2 separate regions of the Oryzias latipes genome follow, and region 2 is linked to region 1. A link is a contact called in public Hi-C data. All regions are on one chromosome and are shown on one strand. Each heading gives the region's core, a stretch centred on a gene start, on an enhancer-like site or on the middle of the called end of the contact. The rest is flanking DNA. Distances are from core to core; before and after follow the strand shown. Region 1 has its middle 42 kb from the start of sox6b. Region 2 has its middle 81 kb from the start of cgrp1.

Region 1 (4,125 bases), core at 530-3,029:
TTGGTATTGATAAACTTCTTTCCTTCCTTTCTTTCTTAAAATTGACACACTGTGCGAAAAGTGTGTTCTTTTTCTTAGAAGGTAGAGATGCGCGCTGTAACGCGCGCCAAAGTGAAGGTCACCGCGCTGGTGTTGACTTGTGTGTGTTCTCCTTCACCTGGACAGAAAGTGGTAGAACTCGAAGCGCACCTCAGTACGAGTCGTTGTGTTCCACTTCTCTTTCTCTCTCGGCCCATCTCCAGTTCTTTGTCACTCCCCCCCTCTTCTCTCCCTCTCGCTCTTTATCTTCTTCTCCTCCCTCTTTCAGCTTTATTGCACTCTGCCGTTAACAATCAGAATTTCCTCCTGCTGTTTCCTCTCTTTGTAAGTAACTTTTTTTTCCATTTTTACATGAGTGTGTCTTTGCTTAGCTTTAAAAAATTATGAAGCTGCAAATTTATCCATAATAACTTTTCATTATATAAGTTGAGTCAACTCTTTTTTTCTTTTTCTACTGAATTATGCGGTTCTGGTTAAATTTTTTCAGTTTCATTCGGGCCTCCTAATCATCCTACTTGTCGGATAACCTAAAACACATGTTCAGTCAGTACAGTGGATAAATGCTGCGGTGTCAAAGCGGATCTTGTGCGTAAAAGTGATGCAACCTGTGTGCTTTATGCATTACATTTTATTTTGTAGTCAACGATGAAAACTTTTCTTTATAAAAATCAGTGTAAAATACCTACATAGTTTCATATATTTTACTAAAATTAGCAGAATTTATATTAAGAGTTTGTCTTTAATACATTTTTAAAGAAATTGTGCCTTCTTAAAATTGAGCCCAAACAAATTTCAAAATTCTTCAATTCCTTTTCATCTTGTATTGACAATATTTACACTTCTTTTAAATTCAGCTGTGTAAATTTTGAGGTAATATTTTAGGATACTTTTAAAAATAAAAATGATTGTCCTCCTCCTAAAATTTTAGATTTTTTTATGATAGCCTTGTAGGTGTCAGGGGATAAATAAAAGAAAATTTGGAGACCACATGATGATAAAATATTGCATTTATTTATGAGTGACATAAAAACCTGCAAAATGACACTTTTAAACGGTAATTCAAAAAAAGGAATTAAAAGGAAGTCTGGAAGATGTTTATTCATGCAAATAAACAGTTTTCGTCTCTTGTCAGGTCTAAAGTCCTCTGTCTGATCTCTGAAGGTTTTGCTCACCTGCGCGCGAAAATTCATTAGCTGTCCGCCTGTCTCCTCTTCAAAGAATGTGATTCCTAAATGTTTTCTGTCAAGTTGGAGAGGTGCGCTCTTAGAATAATAATAATAAAAAAAGAATAAAAATAATGTTGCTACAAGGAGAGTGCAGCTTCTCCTGGAGGAAAGGTTGCCCTTAACTTTGCATTTCCTGCGTCGCTTGATGCGTATTCGGGATTTTACGCACTCAAAGCGGGCAGAAACAATTATCCAGCCGGTCTCCACTTTTATGTCACATCTCTCTACCTCCCTCTCTTGCTCTCTCTCTCTCTCTCTTGCATCTTCTCTTGTCTGGGGGAGGAGGAGGATGAGGAGGAGGGGAGGAGGAGGAGAGGGGAGTCCTGCCTCTTTGCCTTCCTCAGATCAATGCCCTGGCCACTCACTTTCTGATGTTGCACGACGGGAAATGCTTTGAATACTTGCGACATGGCTGCGCGCATTGATTGCCGAGATTGACAGCCGCTCCACTCCTATAGTCTCCTCTTATCTGAGAGAAGAACATATAGAGCAGACAGGCGAACAACAAAAGATACTTGTAGTTTTTGGACAACTGAACTTCACGGAGAGTCTACGGGATCCCCCTCATACATGGCCCCGAGTGAGCCGAGTCAAGTTTTCGCTCAACAGATAGCTCAGTGATCCTTTTCACTTTTAGTTTTTGGATTTTTTTCCCATTTTTGTGAAGTTTTACTTAAGTTTAGAGTTGTTTTCGCACAGGGTGGGGGGAGAGGACGGATTCTTCACGACTCACATCATCAAGGTAAACCAGACTTTCTTTTGCTTTACTTTCCAGCGCGCAACGCTGTGCGCTCATTCCCACCTTTCAGAGATGACTCCTCCAAGTTAAAGCGTCCAGAGCGTCCTGCGCACACAAAATGGAATTTAAAAAGTACTTCGGCGTCAAATCCAACCACTTTTGTGAGGAGGGGGAAACTTTAACTGCGACTGTGATGCGCCGCTTTCATCAAAACAAGCCGAGCACATCATGCAGGACGACAGAGGCGCGTTAGAGGCGCTGAAAGCGAGGGGTTCCCGGTTCACACGCACAAACACAAAGAAGAAAAACAAAACAACAACTTACAGTTCTTTATTACGATCAACATGCACCTTCACCACAGCCAAACGTCAACCTCAAACACATTTTCACGTTTTTTTTACTACTTTTTTCCCCCGTTTCCAGCAGCGCTTCGCCGCGCCAGCATACGCTCTCAGCGCAGGGGCAGCTGCGTTAAACCAAAAACATTTTCACTAACCACACACGTTTGTAGCCTCTTATACAACCACCACATGGTCAAAGTTTCAAATCGCTTCTGTCTTTATGTGTTTCATAACTTTATTTATTCTGCTGTCGGTAGTTTCACTTCTGTCCACAAAGCGGTACCAACCATCATTGACAACGGCGTGCCCCCCTCTGACAGGCTTTCTGCCCCTCTGCGTAGGGCAAGTTCATTTGACACCTTTGAGTCTTTATCGCGCGCTTTAACTGCGTCTATCACATACTATACGGATATGTTGTCTTTAATTTTACTTTATCACTTACTTTTTTAAAGATAAAGTCACACTTTCATCCAGGCGCGCAGCTTGAGAATTTGCTCTTCCTCAACTTTTCACGGGGTCGAGGGAATTGACCTCTTAAGAATGCGTAAGCCATAAATTAAGTTCAACAATCGCAGGACTTGTCCATTTAAAGTAGACGGAGTCGATTTTCTTTTTCCATTTAAGCCGAAAACTTTTCGGCTTCAGCCCGTGCGCTCCAGGACCAAAGTTCTCTCTGTTAAACTTAGTTAAAGCGCGCGTGTTTTCCATAATTATTGCTGTTATTACAATCCAAAATAATCCCAATATGCTCTTCGCTTTCAACAGCGTGCATCAAACTAATGTTCAAATATAGCCCACAATTATTTTTAGATTAAAAAAACAAAACAAAACGTGATATTTATATTTTTTAATAAGAAAAAAAAACATTGCTCTTACATTTGTATGTTTTTCCATATGGAGGTTAACCTAATTGCAGACAGTTTTTTATACTTAACACTCTTTTCATTTTTACATTGGAACGAAATACAAAAATATGAGAAGCGCGGAGACAGTCTCTCTTCATTATAGGATGTTTCTCCAAATTAGACTCACTTAAGTGTACATTAGTGAGCTTTAACAACGCTATAATATAAACCTATTATGTAATTACAGGTAAAATCCAATTAATTAAAAAAAATCGGACTGATATACAGGTTATTGTCAAGCACATATGGCAGTTTCACGTTCTATTCTAATTTTTCCAAACTTTTTTGTTTTAATTATGACGCGTAAAATGTCTGCTTTCCGTGCGCAAAAGTCTGTTCCTAAAAGTTCTCCTGCCTCCTGCAGGGCAGTCCGTGAGTGTTATTGCGAGTCTCTCCATAAGGTTAGACGGTCCTGACGACCAAATGCGAGTCTAAATGGCACATTTATAATTAGACTGCTCATTCAGCACATTGTCCTGATTGCTTACAGGGACACCCGTCTCTCCCTGTCTCAGCCTGTGCTGCCCAGCGTGTGGCTCCCCCAAAAGAGCGAGGGAGGGAAGGGGGAACAGCGGCAGAAGTGATCAGCCTCTTCGTGCAAACTCAGCCTGGCAGTTGCTGAAAATGTAGAGTTGTGCAGAAGCTGCTTCTCTACTAAAGCTCACTTTGTGAAAAGCCTGCTTGAATTAACCAGATTAGGCATTTGCACAACTCTTTATAATTCATAAAAAACAAATAATAATAATAATAAAACTTCAGAACAAATAATAAATAAAATGTACATATAGTGCTGTTCTGCATAGCCATTTATGTTTTTTTCATGTGTTTCAGTAATTTGTTTTCGGAAATCATTATTTTATTTTTAGTTTTGCGAG
Region 2 (4,125 bases), core at 441-2,940, 150 kb after region 1:
GTTCTTTGGGGGGGATTAGGGTTATTTGAAGTCAAAAAAAGAGATTTGAACCCAGGGTGACCTTTCAAATTTTAGTGACCTGGTTTCAAAGTTTGTGATAAACAGGAAAAGCCTGGTATGGTATGTAAAATTCGTATCAAATCAAGTGAATATAACTCCTTTGATTATCGCTTTGATAACCTTTGAGATTGTTAGGGGCTGATGCAATCTCGTTGATGTTAACTAGAGAAAAAAAATGAATCCAAAATGTTCCAAAGGGTTTGCAGTTTTGCAGCTTTGCACAGCCTCTCAAACTTCTGTCCAAGTCAGCATCTGCTCCTGTTTAACCAAAAAGCATAGCCAGTCTTTAGGGTCTGCTGACAGCATACCAGTTGTGACATGCCGACAGCACCACAGGGGTTTGACTGCTGTCCCTGTCCCCACTCAAACTATTTTTTTTTTCTTAACTTGTCCTGTCAAACAGCTGGGCAAACAGATGGGAGCTGAAGACCTCTTGTGTTGGACATACTTTACTTTAACAACAGGGGTTATGAATCTTCTGACAAACCAGATGTATGTCTGAATAGACCCCTTTTGTAATCGAGGCCAAACTTTATTCATTTTAATCGTATTTGAAAATCTTTTGTGTTGGACTGGACGGAAAAGGAAAGAAGGGAAGAAGAGAGGGATGTTAGAGAGGGGGGGATAAGAGGGTGATTATAGAGGGGGGTTGTAAAACCATGAAGCAGCATAAAGCCACAAGTTACACAAACTATTTTTGCCATAAGTGTCCAGGCGTTGCACATTTCGGGCTTCTGCATTCAAAACTCTCACGTTCACATGTTGCTATATGTATGTTTCCACAACTGCTTTTGGGATCTACTTACAAAGCAAACGGCCGCTCAACGCATGTAGAATGGTAAACCAGGTTTAACTGACCAAACATAGAATTTAGTAGTGACGTATGGCTTTTTAATTCTCAGAAGTGCCAACCATTGGAAAATCAATCATGGAGGAGAAATTAATAATTGCGGTTTGCGCCTGGCTGGGATTAGTCTCTCATATATTGGAATAGGAATAATACAGTTTTGACATTTCTCACCAAAGCTCTTCCAACTGTAGGTGGCAGATATGTGTTAGTAAACAGAAGAAAGAGAACAAGAAAAAGAAGTCCCTGTGATGCGTATTCAAGAACATTCAAGAACATTCAAGAACGTGCGCTACATGCCTGGTATAAACGTAGCTTGATACGTATGTTAAAACAGTAAGGGTTTACTCCTACTGGCCGTAAGCTCCATTACGGCTCACGCTCAATGCACCGCTGCATTGCTTTTGCCCAGGGTTCGGTGATCTGGCACACCTCTGCAAGGTGGGCCAGCGGTCAGAGCCCGGGACGGCACCAGAGCAACCACAGCTACAAAAAGACTTGCCCGATGATCTGCGGGCTGTTAGGAAACTCTTACAGATTCAGAAATGAATGAGATGCCTCGTAATTTAAACTGGTCCCTGACAGGCTGTTGTTGTGTTGGGTGAAATACTGAGATGAAAAGCACTATGTGATGACTCTGCAGTACTCCAACAATGCAATAAACTACAACAGCAAGATCCCAGAGGCCCTGATTGATATCTGTAATAGAGCACTTTGTCTGTTTGAACTGCTGTTTGTACTGAGTCCCAGTCTGGGGCTGCCTCTGCTTCTTTCATGCACTGTTGTCATTCAAAGTGACTGCAGCTTAGTGTATCTGTCAGCTGACTGGTTTCTCATTGTTTTACATGCTCTGAGACTATGCCTGTGAGAGACAGAGAGTGCTGGCCCCTCAGGCAAACATCATGTCAGCCAGCTTTGTTCTACAGGAAGCTGGGACTCCCTTCACTGCTGCTGCTGCTTGGCTCCTGTGCTAACTGGGGAAGTCTGTGAGATTAAATGTAAAACCCTGAATCTCGTACCTCCTAATGGTTTGTGACATCCACACTTTGCTGGGACTGCAACTGACGACACAAAGGAACAGCAACAAAGCAAACAGTCTGTGAAAGATGCTCTGCACAAAACACATGTACATCATTTTCTCTGACGGATGTGGGAACAGTCTCTGTGCATCCTTTAATAAATCATTAAAAATATGCTGAGTGGCACAACATGGGGGCAATTTTCTTGACAATGAAGGCGTGGGATTTAAGAATTTAAAAAAAGGAATTCAAATAGACTGTAACTACTCTATTTATTGGGAATGCGCTCCTGTTTTGACATAGATAGTAATAGTATATTAATGAAGGGCTTTATACTCCTCTATGAATTATTGAAGACAAGACCATAATCCCAAGTTAGTCAGTCAGTCCAGTCAGGGGGTTGTGTCCCCATGAGGGCAAGTCCAAAGCTCAACTTTCAGAGGAGGATGCAGTTGTAACATTGAGTAAACAAGTAATTAAGAAATATGAAGAATTGACAAAAATTAAGTTATCAAAAAGTGTGAAATGAAAAACAAAGACGTGAAATGGAAATGGCAACGTTGATGTCCAAAACAAAACAAAAGTAGAAAGGAAATAGAAAAGAGGGCTATGTGTACTTCAGTGGCCCCAGAGGGATGGAAGGAAAAAAGGAGACAGTCATATATGAAAAATGTCTGAAATGGTCATTATTATTTCATGCACATGCCTTTTCTTTGCTTGAAAAATTTAAGCCTCAGTGGGAGCATCAACATTGCACATGTCAAAAAATATATATAAAAAAGGAAAAGTTAAAGGACTAAAGATGACTTAAGTGGGAGAGGAGAGCGTATGCAAAACCCACATGTGTAACAGCCATAAGTAAACAGTGACTATGCAGTAAACTTGGCAGAACAGTGACATTTTTGAGTGCACAGCCAGCGCATTAAGCTTGCTCTTTTATTATCAGGTTGAGCAGATTGATTCGCATCTTTGTTTTTTTTTTGTTTTCCGGATTCTTCAGACCTCGTTGCATGAACCCAGACCTAAAGCATGGTCTTTTAAAGGTTTTTGAAAATATTAGAAGGTTTGAATTTGTAAAAAGGTGTCTCATAAGGTTTCAAAATATTGTTGACAGAGTGTGCCAACTAACTATCAACTGTATACATTTTGTCCAACAACACTCTTTTCCCATACCAATACACCAGAACAACCTACATTTTTGCATATTTTGAGGGTTTTTACAAAAGGAAAAGGAAAATAGAAAACTAAGGAGATTTTGAGTCTTGTGAACAAATGAAAGTTAAATTCAACACTCACTTTAAATCATACATCATGCTCATGAGAAATCACTGGTTTCCCAAACAAGGAATTTCATGAAGCCTTAAAATATATCAGTTTTAAGTTCTAAAAACCCCACTGCCTAATTATACATGCTTAGTAGATGACCAACGTGGCTGCATATTTCAGTCAACAACCGATAAACAAATCTGCGTATATTGCTGTATTCTTTAGTCATTAGTTTACAGGCCAACTGTACATAGAAATAAACAAGAAAACCTTCTTCTTGCTTGTGTAGCATTCTAACAGTGGTGTTGCCTTTGATCTCTAGTCCTTGATCTATTGGGCTAATGGTGTCATATCACCCTGTGATGTGCTGGATTAATTAGGTGGAACGGTATTTATCCCTTAAAATCATAATACTAATTTATCCAATGCAATGTGGCGACTCTGTGGGTGGCAGCAGTGGGTCCAACTTCTAATAAAAACGTTTAGCCTTCACATCGTCTGATGAGCTCCAGCTCTGAATGGATCACAAATCAGTGGAGACATTAGGCAGTGGTGCCAATTATTAAAAAGAATCAATTATGTCAATATCAACATCAGTGCATTGCTGCTTTTTTTTCCAGAGCATGTGCTGCAGAAATATTTATTGTACTGTTTGGCAAAAAGTGGAGCAGAAATGCTTGTGAAAACCTCCCTATAAAAAAAAGAAAAATAGGAAAGGAGACCACAATTAAGATTTCACTGTGTCATAATGCAGAAAGTAGAAAAACCAAGGGCAATGCAAAATGAAATGGCGATGCCGGACAGGAGAGACTGATTTTGCTTTTAATTAGTCCCATGTTCAATGATACGCAAATTTAATTAAAATGCTGCAACATGGAAAGCAGCAGGTAAATACGGGGACATAATAAGAATGGAAGGGAAAGGAAGAATGAA

The links. A called contact is a pair of places that touch in the nucleus more often than the background predicts.
Region 2: a contact with region 1 is called in a Hi-C map of gastrula embryo, with 1.6 times the contacts expected there. The contact joins two enhancer-like sites. A contact is called at or near these places in 4 of 5 Hi-C or Micro-C datasets (embryo, fibroblasts and gastrula embryo).

Annotation. Positions count from the first base shown.
Region 1 is chr3:19,062,417-19,066,541 of ASM223467v1, forward strand. No RefSeq gene overlaps it. Among protein-coding and RNA genes, the nearest start is that of sox6b, 42 kb to the right of the region's middle. Within about 2 kb of position 1,780, at least 7 of the 8 cell types and tissues checked have an H3K27ac peak or open chromatin away from gene starts, as enhancers often do. A contact at or near this core is called in embryo and gastrula embryo, where this site is marked.
Region 2 is chr3:19,214,416-19,218,540 of ASM223467v1, forward strand. No RefSeq gene overlaps it. Among protein-coding and RNA genes, the nearest start is that of cgrp1, 81 kb to the right of the region's middle. Within about 2 kb of position 1,691, at least 3 of the 8 cell types and tissues checked have an H3K27ac peak or open chromatin away from gene starts, as enhancers often do. A contact at or near this core is called in embryo and gastrula embryo, where this site is marked.